2 separate regions of the Triticum aestivum genome follow, and region 2 is linked to region 1. A link is a contact called in public Hi-C data. All regions are on one chromosome and are shown on one strand. Each heading gives the region's core, a stretch centred on a gene start, on an enhancer-like site or on the middle of the called end of the contact. The rest is flanking DNA. Distances are from core to core; before and after follow the strand shown. Region 1 holds the start of LOC123059920 (exocyst complex component EXO70B1). Region 2 holds the start of LOC123059935 (protein RETICULATA-RELATED 6, chloroplastic).

What was found. Hi-C and Micro-C count contacts between places; a contact is called where the count stands out from the background.
Region 2: a contact with region 1 is called in a Hi-C map of leaf, with 8 times the contacts expected there. The contact joins the promoter of LOC123059935 here to the promoter of LOC123059920 in region 1. A contact is called at or near these places in 3 of 5 Hi-C or Micro-C datasets (leaf and an unstated tissue) and 1 of 1 datasets of contacts at active chromatin or transcription factors (leaf).

The regions. Positions count from the first base shown.
Region 1 is chr1A:494,346,902-494,352,564 of IWGSC CS RefSeq v2.1, forward strand. LOC123059920 (exocyst complex component EXO70B1) reads right to left here and starts at 2,970. Exons shown (of 1, transcript XM_044482478.1): 1 at 165-2,970. The coding sequence starts at 2,501. The coding sequence ends at 537.
Region 2 is chr1A:494,744,237-494,749,899 of IWGSC CS RefSeq v2.1, forward strand. It overlaps LOC123059935 (protein RETICULATA-RELATED 6, chloroplastic), which reads left to right and starts at 2,180. Exons shown (of 7, transcript XM_044482490.1): 1 at 2,180-2,856; 2 at 3,833-3,962; 3 at 4,349-4,873; 4 at 5,007-5,114; 5 at 5,325-5,663. The coding sequence starts at 2,267. LOC123059936 (sorting nexin 2B) reads left to right here. Exons shown (of 5, transcript XM_044482491.1): 4 at 1,030-1,116; 5 at 1,213-1,727. The coding sequence ends at 1,293.

The sequences.
Region 1 (5,663 bases), core at 1,720-4,219:
CACCAATTTATCTGCATCTCTTTCTTGATAACATTACATGGATGAAGTGATAAACTGGTAATGGCATGTTCAGGTCTGCCATGGATTTCATAATTTGAACAGATTTTTGGCAATCAGAGAATTGGACCTTCCACAGAATTATAACAGGGCCTTCCACAAAAGCATAACAGAGCAATTCTTTGGAAATGTTATAGCACATGAAGTTTTAAAATTAACATTGGAAGTCACCCATAAAACAGTCACAATGATAAACTAAAGGGAGTGATTGGAACCAAAATGGGACCCTAATTTTGTTACAAAATAATCACCTTACTAGTTGACATACACACACCTACAATCATAATCATGTACACCATTTGTCAAACCCCATAATTTCTTCATGGAGGACAAAATACAAATGATACAACACTACAAGGTTGAGGTAAGAATATCACCATTACTGAGGAACAGATATTCACCAAGATCCCTGCCAGCAACTTAACAAATCTCAGAGAAAAATAGATTATCACCGGAACCACAAGGTACTGATCAACTGATCACTTTGCTGCTCCTTCAAACAAGTGCTGGATATGTGCCTCGACATCTTCTGGGGTGTACTTGATGTACAAGTCACGTCCAGTTTCAGGAGCTGATTTTAACCTGTTAATCAAAGCCGCATATGCTGGCATCACTGAATCCTCCACTGCTGCCCTAACGTCCATTCGCAACTGATCATCAGCTACCACCCACTCTGATTGTACTGCATAGATCTCCTCAAAGTAGGTATTAAACATCCGCAATTTCTGCAGCATTGCCTTGGCTGGGAGTGCACCAACACCAGAACCACCAATCTGCAGCACAGTTGTAACCTTGCCCCATGTTGAACGCTGATAATCCATGCTCCAGCGACGCACTCTAGTTGACAACTGCTTGATCCAGTCATCGCCGAGTAGAACACCTAGCTCGCTGTCATTCACTTTCTGGATAATGTACTTGCCATTGTTCATCAAGAAGATGCAAGCCAGTGAGGGATCTCGGTAAATCTTAGATTTTGCATCCAAATTCTTGTGCAGAACGTCCATGATCCATGCGATGTGCACAGCAAGTGAAGACGTGGGGCGGTCAGGGTCCACGGCAGCAGAAGCTCTACCGCCAGCACCAAGGTCGCCTTCCATCACCTCTTCCAATGTCTGCCGCGAACCGCATGCAGCACGGAGATAGTTCATGACATACCGAGTGATGGGGTGTATGCCACCACCAGGTGTGGCAACCCGGGCAGGGTCCCGGCGGATGAGATTTTCCAATTCCATGAATATACCTTTGATTGAGGAACCAAGGGTGTTGCACACTGCAGAGACCTCTGCGCGGAGTGCGGCGGAGTAAGGGTCCGAGAACACAGGGTCAAGGTCCGGGAGGATGTCCCGCACGGCCTCATACATGTCCACCACACGGAAGAGGCGCTCCGGCGAGCGGCTGGAGGAAGAAATGGCGTCGCCGAATGATATGAGCTGCAGCGCCTGAGTGCGCACGGCAGCAATAAAGGCGAGGTCGCCGAAGGGGGCGAGACCGTCGAAGACACGGTCGCATAGGCGGCGCTCGCTGGGGATCAGAATGCGGAAGACCATGTTGAAGGCTGGGATCCAGCGGGCGATGTCGAACTCCAGCTCCTCCCAGGGGGAGGCGTGGACCTCTTCGGCGGTGCGCGGCCGGACGCCGAGACGCGCGACGCTCTCGTCGACGAAGCCGCGCCGCGCGGCGGCGTAGGCCTCGGCGCACTCCCGGCCGAAGCCGGCGTCCACCATCCGGCGCGAGATCTGGTGCACGTTGGCAATGGAGCCCGGCGAGAGCGCGTCGATGACGACGTCGTAGTCGGTGACGGGCTTGGCGATCGGGATGGGCTCGTCGCCGTAGCCGTCCGCGCCGCCGTAGAACTCCTCGTCGTCGCTGCCGTCGGAAGCGAACCCGCCGGGCGCCGAGGGGGCCGCCTCGTCGGGGCGCTCGATGAGCGCCCGGAACTCGTCCTCCAGCCGCGCCATGCACCGGCTGAGCAGCTCGTCGGCGCGGTCGAGCAGCACGCGGTTGGTCCCCGCGGCGTCCAGCTCCTGCACGGTGCCGATGAGGTCGTCGACGGCCTCGAGGAAGGCGTCGGCGTCGCCCGAGTCGGCCCAGATCAGCCGGTCCATGGTGACGAACTGCGAGATCTGGCGGTCGAGCGTGCGCACGGTCCGCTCCATGGAGGTGACGGGCGGCCTCGCGGAGGAGCCCGGCACGGCGGCCGCGGGCGGCGGGGGCAGCGGCGGCGACGCCGGCATCGAGCGCTCCCCTCCGCCCCCACCTCCCCCGCCGCCGCCCGCCGCGGCCGCCACGGCGCCGCGCGCGGCGTAGATCTTGTCGAGCGACAGGCGGCCGTCGTAGTTGGAGAAGACCTTGAGGATGTCCTCCGTCATGGTGTCGCTGCTCCCGAGCGTCTGCACGATGTGCTGCACCGTCGCGAGCAGCTTCTCCTCGCCGTCCTCCGCCATCGCCGGCGCCCCGTGGGTGGGTGGGTGTGCGGGTCGGTCGCGGGAAGACGGCGTCCTCACGGGGGGTCTGCGGCTGGCTCCGATCTGGACGAGGTTTCCAGCTCCCCGCACGCGGCTTCGGGTGGTGGTGGTGGTTGTGGACTGCGGCGGGTGAGGCGATGACTTCCGTTCGCACGCGGTTGCTTGTGGCGGAGGACGACAGCGCGTGGACTACTGGCCGTCGTCTTTACTGGTAGTGGGCGCGGGACGGAAGCGGCCGCGCTCGGCTCGAGTGGTGGCTGGCAGTGCTCGCGTGGGATGGGTAACTCGCGGCGGACGGTCGGATGAGCCCGGCGAGAGGGACGAGTGGATGGTGAAAACGGCGTGGCCTCGAGGGAGGCGAAAGACAGCGGCCGTGGCATGCGCGACAGGATGTGCAAAGTGGCCGACGGGGAGAAAAGTCACCGAGGTGGAAATGACGGCGTGGCGTGGAGCAGTGGCGTGATTGACGCGGAGGTACGGGCCGATGGACTATGGAGGATGATGGACCATGGACGCAGACCTGGCCAAACGGGCCGGCCCGGCACGGCACGGCACGGCCTGTGCTAATCGTGCCTGGCCCGGCACGGCCCGCCATGGCACGTTTAATAGCCGGGCCGTGCCGTGCCGGCCCACGGGCGCTGCTCCTTGGCCCAGGCACGGCCTGATTAGTAAACGGGCCGGCCCGGTGGCCCGTTTAGCACGCTGGGCTGCACATTTTCAGCCTGCTGGGCTGATTTTTAGGCCTATTGGGCTGTATTTTAGGTATATATATATATATATAAAAATCTAAAAAATATAAAAAAAATTAAACGGGCCGTGCCGTGCCGGCCCGCGTGCCCAGGCTCCAGGCCCAGGCACGGCCCAAGGCGTGCCGCGTGCCGGGCACGGCCCGTTTAGCCCGTGCCGTGCCTGGCCCATGGCGGGCCGTGCCGGTGTGCTCGCGGGCCGGCCTGTTTAGCCCGGCCCGTTTGGCCAGCTATACATGGACGCTTGGGGGCAGACTTTGTGTTGGGGAGAGAGATTCAAACTTAAACTTTGAGGCGACTTGTACAGAGACAAAGTTGAAGATGAATCGAGTAAACGTTTTGCTTCGAAGGAGAGTTGCTGAATGGGTTGTTAAGTGCATCAGAGTACGAGGCACGTCATCTCTCGGAGAAAAGTAAGACGGTGTTTGATGAGATAGCCGACGAAAATGTGAAGGAAGCGGTGACGCACCACGGCGTTGGGAATGAAAATGTCGATGATGTGTTGTCATGTGCGCGAGCATGTTGTTGACGGTGGTGTAATTGTTTATGTTTCACACCAATAGATTGATTTGATCATTGTCACATTTGTGTTTCACATTCACTGCTTGAAAATCGGATACACCTAAAATAGAAACAGGCTAACCGTTGTGACATCAATGTAGATGCAAGGGACTGCCTCGTTGTGGTTACGTATGTCAGCCTTGTCCAAAACAAAGGAGTCTTTATCTCCTCTAGCAACTCCGCCGAGGTGTTCCATGATTATGACAGAAATCTAGAATCTTGAAAACTAGAATCTTTTCAAGATGGACAAAAATATGCACCCAACTAGCAGTCATGTTGTTGTTACCTGATGTAGAAACCTGTGACAACATTGTCCTAAATCCCGATGCTTCCAAGTCCTATGATGTTTGTGTTTTAACAACACTACAACAATTGTTCTAGGTAAATGCAATGCATATATGTACGTGGTGTATGCTACTACAAACCTAGCAACAGTTGGGCTCTACTCCTTTCTCGACCTTAAGGATGCATGGCTGCTTCTTTGTGAACTATGATCATATTGGGTCTGTCTTCTCATGCTTAAATAGGAACTTTACGAGATATGGGGCAACCACCATGAGACGGATAATTTAATGCACTTCAATACCACTGTTGAACACATGGGCATATATGCCTATATTGTTGTGAGCATCCCCTTGAATGAAGTAGTACATATGTATGTGATTTGATCTCACTGAGTGAAGTTGGCAGTGTAGCTTCTCTAGAGCACCACGTCGTGAGAAAGAACTTGCATTCATCATCTCAAGTTGCATCATCAACAACAAGTAGAAACGAGAATGTATTGAATAGAAACCAATAAGTCAATATTTGGTACAAGCCATGTATAGTTTCCTCTATTTGAATGAAAGGAGTGTTGACCGTAATTGGTAGGCATGTGGTCTTCCATAATTGGTCTCCCTAAGGACCGACACCTTGCAGAGTGTCGATTGTGTGGTCGTGTGTGATCATGTTGCTTGCGGTAGAGAACAATAGCACATGGACTGGTCATCGGCGTTACTGGTTCGTAGTAGGCACGGGACGAATGAGGTCGCGCTCGAGTGGTGGCAGTGCTCATGTACGATGGGTAACTTGCGGCGGATAGTCGAATGAGTTAAGCCAGAGGTATGAGTGGATGGTGAAAACGACGTGGCCTTGAGAAAGGCGAAAGCCACGGGCGTGGCATGCGCGACAGGATGTGCAAAGTGTTTGAGAGGAGAAAAGTCACGAAGGTGGAAATGACGGTGTGGCATGGAGGAGGGGCATTATTGGCGCGGAGGTTGGGGCAGTGGACTACGGATGGATGCTTGGGGGTAGAGTTTGTGTTCGAGAGACACAACAAATTTATAAACTACTCGAGATTCAGACTTAAACTTTTGAGGCTACTTGTATAAGACTAAGTTGAAGATGAAACGAGTAAACATTTTGCTTCGAAGGAGAGTTGATACACGGGTTGTTATGTGAACTAGAGTACGAAGCACGCCATTTCACATAAAAGTAAGTCGGTGTTTGATGAAATAGCAAGCGGAAATGCAGAGGAAGCACTGAAGCTCCATGGCGTCGGCAGTGAGAATTTGCTTATGTGCTAGTGGAATACATTTTTCGCGTGTGTGAGTATGATGTTGATAGGGGCACAATTTTTTTCTTTGATAATTGTCAGTTCTTCACACTAATAGAATGACCTAGTCATGTGGTTATATGTCAAAAAATAAATTGAAAATTTTCTTTCACATTCACTGCTTCAGAATATGGAACATCTACGATGCAAAAAAACTAATTGTTGTGACATCATTTTAAAAGTAGATTTTTTTTACTCTGATGGCATGTGTCAGATTTGCCCCAAAACAAGGCACCCTTA
Region 2 (5,663 bases), core at 930-3,429, 400 kb after region 1:
GACCAAGATAGTAGTACATGCTAGAATAATTGTCCTAAAGATTAATATTCTTGTGATAGCTGCACACATAATCGAATAATATTAGGCATGAGTAGCATATTTTTGAAGCTTCTAAACATTATAAGAGGCATTGCTGCTATGTTTGTGAATACAAAATACCAACTAGAAAAGCAGTTTGTTCAAGTCAAGTCATTATCCTTCAATATTATGCCTTTGAAAATCAGAACAAAATTTAGGATTACCGTCACCATGATGTAGGTTGGTGGCTAACATGTAGTTGAACTATGTTTGTCCATAAGTATATTCTGTTACCTTTTCTGGTTGACACATTCTGCAGGAAAGCATAGCTACAGCTGGGATTAATACAAAGGAGGGACGAGTTCTAGCTAGTGAAACTATGTACTCCCTCCGTTCCTAAATATTTGTCTTTCTAGAGATTTCAAAAAGTGACTACATACGGAGCAAAATAAGTGAATCTACACTCTAAAATATGTCTATATACATCCGTGTGTGGTAGTCCATTTGTAGTCTCTAAAAAGACAAATATTTAGGAGCGGAGGGAGTACATGCTAATCCACATATAATGTGTTAGTTGAGCTATTGCTGCTGCAAAAAAAAATAATTCTCTTCAATTTTTTAAGAGTTCCCAAAATTTAAATGACTGATCAGGTAGATTATGTATGCATACTAGGCTTTCTATGATAACATATTGCTTTGCTTTAAGAGATCCCAGAGGGTGGTCTTTGTCTTTGTGCTAAGATCCTGGGAGTGGATCATCACGTATGTGCGTCTTTTTTGGAGTTTCAACATGTATTTTCAGGGTATGCGGACAATGGTACAAACTGCAGGATCATTTTTTGAGTTAGAAAAATGGGTGGAGGTTGATTTCTTGTGTGGAGTTGGCACATCAATTTTTTGCAGGCCTCTGGGATGTTGGGAGTGTGTGTTACTGAATTTTGGAACCATGCTGCATCCGAAAGAATTATAATTTCGCCCTTCTGCCATTTACCTTCTCTATATTGAATGCAGGAAAATAACATGACTGAAATTAAAAGATTTGACAAGGATAGGCGTCGGGATCTTATTGAGATGCTGAAAGGATATGTTGTAAACCAGGTATGAATGTACTGCACAATTTTGACCATGAAATGTGTGGCAGGAACTGCAACAGCGTCGTTGAACAGAAATAACCTCTTTGATATGAATTGGCAGGTCTCATATTCGGACCATTTTGCTAATATGTGGGGAAAGGTCGCAGAGGAAACTAAAGTATACGCAAACAGGAGCAACTGATGCAGGCATGCAGCTTTGGTGTACAGTACTAGTATAGCAGTGGATTTTGCCCCTGACTTGAACACCGGCACAACCTTTCCTTTGTTCTCTCCAGTTTTGCCATTGTGATGCAACCTCCTCCTGAGATCTGTACAATTGCGCGATAATTTATTGCGGCTACCCGGTCTTGTTATAGACAAGGGACAGAAAAAAGAGAGGTGAAACAGGAGCACACGATCTTTCTCTATTGCCACGATGAAATGTTTGGTGGCACAGGAGTAGCATCTGGTTTGCATCGTGCCAGTGGCAAACACAACAAATCCAGCTTTCACACGCTGCCGACTGCTGACTGGGCTGGCTGGCGAGCGTGTGGCTGGCTATCTTTACTTATCCAAATGTGCATTTGGAGACCACAGTTGCCCACATGCACTTTTTTATTCTTCTCTGCATACCCATTGCCAAGTTTGGGAGTTGCGTGGTATCTCCGCCCTACTAGTATTTCAATTCTCTTCTGCTTAATTAATCGATGAGGCAAATCTTTTGCCTCCGTTCCAAAAAAAAAGTATTTCCCTCGTCGTCTTGTGCGCATGTCCAGTAGGAATCGCGTCGATGTGGATGGCCTGGTGCCAAGCTTACATGATGTGGCTGAGGAGTGTTCAACCATTGAAATCCTACCAGCGTCACAGATTCAACTGAGTTTGTCACCAAAATTTAAGTTCTTTTTGCTAGTTTTGATTGAAATCCCAAAAATTGCCTGTAAAATAGTCCCGCAAGTTAAAACATTTTAGGCGAAAAGTGCTGCCGACATATGGTTTTATTTGAAAAATTAATAAAGCTCCAAATTGCCAGAACACAAATTCAAATCAAAATCTAAGTGAGTTTATCCATCACCACAACCACAAAGGGAAGAAGAGTTTCACTAGTCTAAGCACAAGAGATCGTTGCTCCCCCGCCCCCGCGGCCGCGGTGCTGCCGGCGAAGCGGAGCTCCGAAAATGTCCCACGCGCCGCTCAGAAACGCCGCCGCCTCCTTCAAACCGCTCCTCCCGTCTCCCCGCTCCCGCCTCAGCACCAAGCCCCTCAACTCCGGCGCCGCCCCCTCCCCCCGCCGCAGCGTCTCCGCTTCCGCATCCTCCCGCCGTGACTTCCTCCTCCTCATCCCCTCCCTCGCCGCCGCCTCCGCGGTGCTTCGCGCGCCCCCCGCCGCTGCCGCCGACGACCAGGCGTCCCCCCCATCGCCTCCCGCCGAGTCTCCGGCCCCCGCCCCGCCGCCCCCGACGAAGGAGAAGGAGCCCGAGGGCGACGAGTCGGCCGTGTCGAGGGTGTACGACGCGACCGTCATCGGGGAGCCGCAGGCGGTGGGGAGGGAGGCCAAGGGCCGGGTGTGGGACAAGCTGGCGGCCGCCAGGGTCGTCTACCTCGGCGAGGCCGAGCTCGTGCCCGACCCCGACGACCGCGTCCTCGAGCTCGAGATCGTCACCAAGCTCGCCGCCCGCTGCGCCGACGCCCAGAGGCGCATGTCCCTCGCGCTCGAGGCCTTCCCCTGCGACCTCCAGCAGCAGCTCGACGACTTCATGCGCGGAAGGTGCGCTGCACCCCCTTACACAATTTTAATCAAGTTATCCGGAGAATTGCTTCCGATAAGAACATGGTTCACCTGCTTGCAACCGCATGTCGAGAAATCGCTGGAATTTTAGTTCTGTTTGCTTGACGCTTGTTGGACATTACGGGTTCATATTATGGTTCATTGACATTTCTTTGTCTTAGGAGATTGGGGTGCTCATAGAATTGAACTCTGATCTCTCTAATTTTCCATCCTGTTGGCATAATCTGCGACTAGCAAGAGCTGTGGTTAAGATTGTAAGGGCCAGGCCTGAACAACAGTGCCACTTGGAAGTTGGAACCACCAGAGTCATAGACTGACAGGGAAACCTTTTTTCAAACTCTGGTGCTTGAGATCAGTTTGGGTAACACATAGAGCTTGGGATTTCTCTATCTTCGCTTGGAGCGCTGATTAGTGATGTGGAGCTGTGGACATGTCTGTGCCTTTCTGATTTGTTGTGAGACATGCAATGCATTAAATAACTACCAGGCTAGTACGTTAACCCTCCTACGTTGCTACTCTGTTCCATTGAATCTGTATTTATTCACAATGTTTTATTTTCAATAGATGAAGTACACCTGGTGTCCACTTAGATGAATAGGCAATGTATCTTTTGCTCCTTAACATCTTATTTTTACTATAAGAATATAATGGAAGTTATATGAGTTACATCTCTGTTTCTACTCCCTCCGTTCAGAATTACTTGTCGCAGAAATGGATGTATCTAGACGTATTTTAGTTCTAGATACATCCATATCCGAGACAAGTAATTCCGAACGGAGGGAGTATTTAACAGTGCAGTTAATGCAGTGTTTCTATCGCAATTAAAGTTATAGGATTTCAATGCTGATGGACATTTCATCTTCCTGAAGAATCTGTTATCCACAAATGATATGCATTCTTGAGTGAGACCGCACTCCATTTTTTGTAACATTCTACAAGCTTATGCTTTATGTAGGATTGATGGCAGCATCTTAAAGTTGTACACGTCGCACTGGCCATCAGAGCGTTGGAAGGAGTATGAACCTCTTCTAAATTTCTGTCGTGATAAGGGAATTAAGCTTGTTGCTACTGGAACCCCACTGCAGGTGATTGATAGCTTTTATAATCTATTCACTGTCTATTCAACAGTTCGCAGGAACTTGTAACATTTTATTACCAATACCATTGTGCACTAGCGATTCAAATTCTTCTAATTTCTGACACCTGCAAAGTTTTTCCTTGATGCCTATGTGTTAATCTTATATCCATACTTTAGATTGCAGTTGTTGTGCCACATCCTGTGAACAGTTTTTCTGCAGCTTGCTGCAACTGCTTTAGCAGGCATGGGCGCTATTGAGTACCTAGACAACTCGGCATAAATTATTCAATGAGTCTAATTCCGAAAACCATGATATAACTTGCATACTGTTATGTTGTGCATACTACTTAACCTATGAATATGAGTAGAATTTAACGTTCCCTTATTGAGTAGGTGAAAAGAACTGTCCAAGCAGAGGGGATTGGAGGCCTTTCAAAAGCAGAAAGAAAGGAATATGCTCCTCCGGCAGGCTCTGGCTTCATTTCTGGTTTTAGGTCTGGCCGGTCATTCATAGAGAATATTACATCAACTCGTGACTCTCCTTTTGGTCCGAATTCATATTTATCAGCACAAGCAAGGGTAGTTGATGATTATACCATGTCTCAGATAATTATGAAAGAACTTAATGGTAAAGATCCTCCAGGGATACTAATTGTTGTGGCAGGTGCAAGCCATCTTATATATGGGTCACGAGGAACTGGTGTTCCTGCCAGAGTATCTAAAAAGTTGCCGAAGAAAGATCATGTTGTGGTACTACTTGATCCTGAAAGACAGAGTATAAGGAGGGAAGGTCAAATCCCAGTTGCTGATTTCTTATGGTATTCAGCGGCTAAAATTTGCAGTAGAAATTGCTTTGACCGTGCCGAAATTGCTAGAGTTATGAATGCTGCTGGCAGGAGGCCTGAAGCTTTACCCCAGGTATTTAATGAAAGCAGTCATGGTCAGATCTCTATTAGTAAAAAAAAAAACTGTGGCCAAAACATTTCCTTATCGTCGCACCATCGGATTTGTATAGTTTTGCTAATGGAACTCTTTCACTGAACTATTGCAGGATCTTCAGAAAGGAATAGATCTTGGAGTTGTTTCTCCTGAGATATTGCAGAACTTCTTTGACCTTGACAAAAACCCTGTTATGACTGAACTAATTCACCGATTCCAAGTAAGGAACTTTTCATTGATTCTGTTTTGCTCCGTGGTCCTTTCCACCTATATATCTTGTTAATTTATCTGATTGGTGTTGCTGGAAATCCTCTGAGATTTTGAAGCACATGCTGTTCTTGACTTGAAAACAGAATAAATATTGTAGCTATTGTTAAATAAATAAGACTCCATTATATACAGATTCATTCAAGCCAATCAACTGTTGCAGGGTTTCCGGGAAAGATTGCTCGCAGACCCAAAATTCCTTCAAAGATTAGCAATTGAAGAGGCTATATCAATTTCAACCACTCTACTAGCACAGTACGAAAGACGGAAAGGGCGATTTTTTGAGGAAATTGACTATGTCCTCACTGATACTATTAGAGGGTCTGTTGTCGATTTTTTTACAGTGTGGCTACCTGCTCCAACTATTTCAGTGCTTTCTTTTACCGATGATGATTCTGGTCAGAGCTTGGGCTTTGTCAAAGGCCTTCTGGGATCATTGCCAGATAACGCGTTCCAAAAGAATACCTTTGGTCGGAATTGGAATATGAACCAGAGGGTCGCC